Linked DNA regions of Oryctolagus cuniculus: region 2 is linked to region 1. The links are chromatin contacts, called in public Micro-C maps. All regions are on one chromosome and are shown on one strand. The core of a region is the stretch at or near the end of the contact, and the rest is flanking DNA. Distances in the headings are between cores, read along the strand shown. Region 1 holds the start of TNIP2 (TNFAIP3 interacting protein 2). Region 2 holds the start of HTT (huntingtin).

The links. A called contact is a pair of places that touch in the nucleus more often than the background predicts.
Region 2: a Micro-C map of ear pinna shows a contact between it and region 1, with 16 times the contacts expected there. The contact joins the promoter of HTT here to the promoter of TNIP2 in region 1. A contact is called at or near these places in 2 of 6 Hi-C or Micro-C datasets (ear pinna and an unstated tissue).

The regions. Positions count from the first base shown.
Region 1 is chr2:1,487,017-1,490,203 of mOryCun1.1, forward strand. TNIP2 (TNFAIP3 interacting protein 2) reads right to left here and starts at 1,551. Exons shown (of 7, transcript XR_007915846.2): 1 at 1,140-1,551.
Region 2 is chr2:1,727,709-1,731,117 of mOryCun1.1, forward strand. HTT (huntingtin) reads left to right here and starts at 1,882. Exons shown (of 67, transcript XM_070067983.1): 1 at 1,882-2,258. The coding sequence starts at 2,032.

The DNA.
Region 1 (3,187 bases), core at 301-2,800:
CGGGGAGTTACGGTCCACTTTCCAGGAAGAGGGAGAGACCAGGGTGAGGCATCTGCGGCTGACGGCACTGCAGACACAGTCCAACCAGCACTGAGTAGAACCCTGCAGAAGGCGCGGACTGGACCAGGCTGGCGTGCCCCTGGGCAGCGGGACAGGAGGGCGCACGCCCAGGTCCACGCCGGCCACCCCTGCGTTGCGGGGCTCCGGGGGCCATGAGCCCATTTTTCTCAAGTGTTCAAAATTATCTTATAATCAGGAGAACAGGGCACGTTCCTTGTTCTCTCTCAGGTCCGGCTGTGGGGCCACGGCTGGGCACCAAAGCTGCCGTCTGCACCCTAGTCCCGCCCAGGCCCAGCCACCCGGGATGGATAAACGCCGCGGGCCAAGCGTTTGGGGTGCGAGCAGCCGGCACGGCGAGTGCTGTCACCTGGTTTTGGCTCTGGCCCCGCCGTCTCTCCTAAACACTCAGGCTGGGGAGCAGAAAGCTGGGGTGACGCCTGCGTCACAGCTCCAGCCCGGGACACCCCACCCTCGAGGCCAGGAAGCCCCAAATACGCCTCAGAGGGACCCCCGCCCCACCCACGGGGGACGCCTCACCGCCCCAGGGGCCCCACTCCCCTTGCAGCCCAGGGTCCTCACCTGCAACCCACAGGCCCCCCCCAGCCCGGCGCCCCCCAACCCCCTCACAGCCCACGGGCCCTCCCCCAGCCCGGCCCCCTCACAGCCCACAGGCCCCCCTCAGCCCGGCGCCCCCCAACCCCCTCACAGCCCACAGGCCCCCCTCAGCCCGGCGCCCCCCAACCCCCTCACAGCCCACGGCACCCCCCAGCCCGGTGCCCCCCAACCCCCTCACAGCCCACGGGCCCCCCACAGCCCGGCGCCCCCCAACCCCCCTCACAGCCCACGGGCCCCCCCAGCCGGCCCCCTCACAGCCCGGCGCCCCCTCCCAGCCCAGGGCCCCCCCAGCCGGCCCCCTCCCCGCCCGGGCCCCCCCCAGCCGGCCCCCTCCCGCCCCCTCCCAGCCCAGGGCTACCCCCAGCCGGCCCCCTCCCGCCCCCTCACAGCCCAGGGCCCCGCCCAGCCCGGCCCCCTCCGGCCCCCTCCCCGCAGCACGCACGCGCCCCGCCGCCGCCCCGCACCTGGCGCAGTCGGGCCTCGGCGGCGCCGCTCTGCTGCCGCTGGAGCTGCTCCCGGGAGCGCGCCAGCTGCTCCAGCAGCGCGTCCACGAGCGACGGCGCCGCATCTCCCTCGAGCGCGGCCAGGCGGGCGCGGAGGCGTGCGACGAGGGCCTCGCGGGCGGCCAGCTGGGCCTGAAGCAGCCGCAGCTGCTGGCCGGCCTCGTGGTACAGGCCGCAGAGCGTGGCCGCGGCGCCCTCGTCCCTCTCCCGGCCTCGCGAACCCTCGTCCCCGGACGACATGGTTGCGGGCCTGCCGGGTGGGCGCACGGCCGCCTGCAACTTCCGCGCCCGGCCCGGCGGGACTTCGGCCTTCCGGGAATTTCCCCGGCCGGGCCAAGCCCGACCCGGCCAGGCCCGCCCCCGCCGGTGCTGGCTCCTCCCCCAGCCGACGGCCCGCCCCCGCCGGTGCCTGGCTCCTCCCCCAGCCGACGGCCCGTCCCCGCCGGTGCCTGGCTCCTCCCCCAGCCGACGGCCCGCCCCCGCCGGTGCCTGGCTCCTCCCCCAGCCGACGGCCCGCCCCCGCCGGTGCCTGGCTCCTCCCCCAGCCGACGGCCCGCCCCCGCCGGTGCCTGGCTCCTCCCCCAGCCCACGGCCCGCCCCCGCCGGTGCCTGGCTCCTCCCCCAGCCCACGGCCCGCCCCCGCCGGTGCCTGGCTCCTCCCCCAGCCCACGGCCCGCCCCCGCCGGTGCCTGGCTCCTCCCCCAGCCCACGGCCCGCCCCCGCCGGTACTGGCTCCTCCCCCAGCCGACGGCCCGCCCCCGCCGGTACCTAGCTCCGTCCACCGACGAGAGCCCGCCCCCGCCGGTACCTGGCTCCTCCCCCAGCCGACGGCCCGCCCCCGCCGGTACCTGGCTCCTCCCCCAGCCAGGCCCGCCCCCGCCGGTGCCTGGCTCCTCCCCCAGCCAGGCCCGCCCCCGCCGGTGCCTGGCTCCTCCCCCAGCCAGGCCCGCCCCCACCGGTACCTGGTTCCTCCCCCAGCCGACGGCCCGCCCCCGCCGGTACCTGGCTCCTCCCCCAGCCGACGGCCCGCCCCCGCCGGTGCCTGGCTCCTCCCCCAGCCCACGGCCCGCCCCCGCCGGTACCTGGCTCCTCCCCCAGCCGACGGCCCGCCCCCGCCGGTACCTGGCTCCGTGCACCGACGAGAGCCCGCCCCCGCCGGTACCTGGCTCCTCCCCCAGCCCGCCCCCGCCGGCAGCCGGCTCCGCCTACAGAGGAAAGACCGCCCACGCCGGCAGCTGGTTCCGCCCCTGGCCTCGAGCCCGCCTGTCCGATACCCGGCTCCGCCCACAAACTAGTGCCCGCCCCTCCGACACCAGGTTCCGCCCCCGGCCCAGAGCCCGCCCCACCGACACCCGGCTCCGCCCCCAGCCCAGAGCCCGCCCCACCGACACCCGGCTCCGCCCCCGGCCCAGAGCCCGCCCCATCGACGCCCGGCTCCGCCCCCAGCCCAGAGCCCGCCCCTCCGACACTAGGCTCCGCCCCCGGCCCAGAGCCCGCCCCACCGACGCCCGGCTCCGCCCGCCGCCGGGAGCCCTCGCGCCCAGCGATCCCTGCCCCTGTTGAGGGCTCGGCCCTGCGGTGTGGACCACCCGGCACTGCGGTGTGGACCACCGGCCCTGCGGAGCCACCTAGAGCCGAGTTCGGCAGCGTCTGCTGAGCTGCGGATGGGAAGCGGAGGGCGCGCCGGAGACCACCCCCGGGTGTGGGTCTGCGTCAGCCGCCCTGGGAGCTCCAGGGAAGGGCGAGGACGCTCCAAGGGCTGCGCTCCCGGCGCCGACCACGTGCCCGCCTTGGGTCACCCGCGGACACTGAGCGGGGGCTGCCACACCCGTCCGGGGCGCAGGCGCGGCGCTGGCTGGTGGGACCGGGCCCCTTGGTGGGTGTGACAGCCTTGGTGCGGGGGCGGCAGGGTCCCCCGCTTCCTGGACACAAGGCCGCCGCCCCTGCTGATGCCAGACGCACACGGGGGCCTTCCGAGGCTCGCGGTCAGGATCTGCCCCGCCCCGTCC
Region 2 (3,409 bases), core at 632-3,131, 240 kb after region 1:
CCCACAGTGCGTTCCGGGCAGAGGCAGGCAGCCGGGGCACCTGGGCTCCCGGTCCTACCGGCTGCGCCGTCCCAGGCAGCGGGCGGGCGAACCCCTCCCCTTTCAGGGGACTTCCAGGAGGGGCGCTCATACTGGGCAAGCTGCCCAACAGAGCTGGGCGGCTGTTCGCACGCAGCCTCGGGGGGTGGGAGGTCCCCAGGGGGTCCCGATCCCCTGTGACTAGCGTCTGCACAGGAAGCAGTGGGCACACAGACCAGAGGGCGGCCCCGGGCCTGGGCAGTGAGGATCCATGGCCGCGGTTTAAGGCCCACCCCCCCAGGCCAGCGAACTCAACACGTGTGCACCACACGTCACTGCACAACACAAAGGCACAACACGCGTGGATGACAGCGCTCACCGGCCTGAGCGGGGAGGAGCCCCCTCCTGGCCGCCAGGCTCCCTCGGCGCTGGGCCGGCTGCACCTGCGGCCCTGTACGCGCCCACCTCCCTCTGCTCGCTCACGGGGTGCCCCGGACCCCTCGGCGACAGCCTGAACGCCCCCGGGCATGAGGGGGCGCCCCACGCCTTTGCTGAGCGTCTGCGCCCCCTGGGGCCGCTCCCCTTCGCAGGGAGACCCCAGTAGGCTCAGCCCCGACCTGCCGGCGTCTGCAGCTCTACGTCGGGGAGGGGCTCTTCCCTCGTGGGGTCTTCCCGGTCGCGGTTCGCCGACACCAGCCCTGCACCTGTTCCAGCCCCCATGGTTCGTTCCCGCTAGCCCCGCCCCCAAGCCTGCCCCTTCCCCTCCTCTATAGCCACCCTTCGCCCCGCCCACTCCCCGCCCCTTCAGGGCCCGCCCCTCAGATTGGTTCCTCGCCCCGCCCCCTCTGGACCCGCCCCACCGCTCTCCGCCCCGCCCCCTCGCCTGCCCCTTCCCCGTTCCCTAAGCCACCCTTCGCCCCGCCCCCTAGAGCCGCTCCTCGCCCCGCCCCCTCTGGACCCGCCCCACCGCTCTCCGCCCCGCCCTCTCGCCTGCCCCTTCCCGTTCCCTAAGCCACCCTTCGCCCCGCCCCCTAGAGCCGCTCCTCTCCTCGTCCCCTCTGGGCCCGCTCTCCGCCCTCCTAGACGCTCCTTGCCCCGCCCCCTTGCCTGTTCCTTCCCCGTTCCCCATAGCCACCTTTCGCCCCGCCCATTTCCCCGCCCCTCAGAGTCACTCCTCGCCCCGCCCATTTCCCCGCCCCCTCTGGGCCCGCCCCACCGCTCTCCGCCCCGCCCCCTCGTCTGCCCCTTCCCGGTCCCCTATAGCCACCCTTCGGCCCGCCCCCTAGAGACGCTCCTCGCCCCGCCCCCTCTGGACCCGCCCCACCGCTCTCCGCCCCGCCCCCTCGCCTGCCCCTTCCCCGTTCCCTAAGCCACCCTTCGCCCCGCCCCTTAGAGCCGCTCCTCGCCCCGCCCTCTCCCCGCCCCCTCAGTCACTTTTCGCCCCGCCCTTGCCCCGCCCCTCTGTCACTCCTCGCCCCGCCCTTTCCCCCGCCCCCTCTGGGCCCGCCCCGCAGTCACTCCTCGCCCCGCCCTCTCCCCGCCCCTCTGGGCCCGCCCCTCAGTCACTCTTCGCCCCGCCCTCTCCCCGCCCCTCTGGGCCCGCCCCGCAGCCGCTCCTCGTCCCGCCCTCGTCCCGCCCTCGCCCCGCCCCCTCGCCGTCTTCGCCCTGAGGTAGCGCTGGGTTCTAACTGCAGCGCAGGCTCTGAGGAGCGAAGCTGCCGAGGGCGGAGTGGGGGAGGTACGGGCCGGCGCCTCGGCCGGCCATAGGCAGAGACGGCCGCCTCGGGCTGTCAATCCCGCCGCTTCGGCGTGGTCCTGCCTCCGCCGACGCAGCGTCGCTGGACGCGGGGCGCCGCGGGGGCTGCCGGGACGGGCCCAAGATGGCCGGGCGCGCTGGTTCCGCTTCTGCCCCCGGCCGCGAACCTCATTCATTGCCTCGCTGCTGAGGGGCGCCGCGTCGCCGCGAGCCGGCCCGAGGCCGCTGGGGGCTGCCCTGCGGGGTGAGAGGCCGCCATGGCGACCCTGGAAAAGCTGATGAAGGCCTTCGAGTCCCTCAAGTCTTTCCAGCAGCAGCAGCAGCAGCCGCCGCCAGCGCCGCCGGCGCCTCAGCCGTCTCAGCCGCCGCCGCCGCCGCCCGCGCAGCCGCCGCCGCCGCCGCCGCCCGCGCAGCAGCCGCCCCCGCTGCCGTCCCCGCCGCCGCCTCCCGGCCCGGCGATGGCCGAGGAGCCGCCGCACCGACCGTGAGTCCGGGGGCAGCGGCGGGGGCGCCGGCCGCTCGGGGCGGAGGGTCGGGAGCACGGTGCGGCCACGGGCCGGCGGGAGGGGAGGTGCCGGGCCCGGCGCGGGAGGCCGTGCGGGCGCGGGTGACGTCATGCTGCTGGGCCGGCGGGGCCGCGCGGGCGGGGGAGCCTCGGCGACTGCGGCCGCGGCCCCGCGGGCTCGCGTGGGCGCCGCGTTCCGAGCGCGGCCTGAGCGACAGGCCTGTCTGCGACCCCGCGTTGGCCCGCGCGCGGGACCCCGCGGCCAGCGCGGTGCTGGACACGGCGCGGTGCGATGCGCGAGACGCGCGCTCCCGCGGCGCCGGCCGGGGCGCGGGGTGCCCGCCGCAGGGGCGCCCGGGGGCTTCGCTGCTGCCAGCCCCTTACCCTGCTGGGCCTGGGGAGGGGGTTCTGAGGCAGAAACAGGAAAGCAAGTCCCCGAGCAGGCTGGGGAGTGCGGGCTTTCCCGACGGGCGGTGTGGACGGCAGGCGCGCCCCGGGGCGCCCGTGTGTCGGGCGGGCCGCCCTGCAGCCCCTCTCCCGGTCTCCGTGTCTGCTGCGCTGGCCTTGTCCTGAGCGTTCAGTACGGGAAGCGGGCTCCGGGGAGCAGTGCGGGCTCGTTTGAGAATCAAGCTCGGGAATCCCGTTCGTTGTAAAGGTAAAAACAGGTACTCCCCGGCACTCGCTCCGCGGCTCTGCCCTGCTCCTCTCCGGCTTATTCGCCGTCAGGAAGTCTTTCCTGTGTGCTTGGCCGGCACCGTGCAGGCGCGGGCCCAGCCGGGACGGAGCTCCGCTCCCCCGGGCTCTCGCGTGGGGCCGACGTAGGGAAGCCGGACGCCGAGGTCGGTGTGCGCTCTGGCAGCCGGAAGTGCAGGGAGGGACGGCGACTGTCGGGCTGGAAGGCGTTGACGTTTGCCTGGGGTGGCCGGGGGCCGCGCTGGCCTCTGAGGTGAGGCCTGCAGAGCGAGCAGGGCCCGGCGCGAGGCCGCGGAGCGGGGCGTTCCGGGCGGGAGGGAAGGTCAGAGGGCGAGGGAGGGCCATCGGGGGATCCGCCTTCTCGCAGGGAAGCCGCTGGGGTGTTAGAGCCGAGGCCTGGCGCGACCAAGCCCCGCTGGGAAATGAACTTTGTTGAC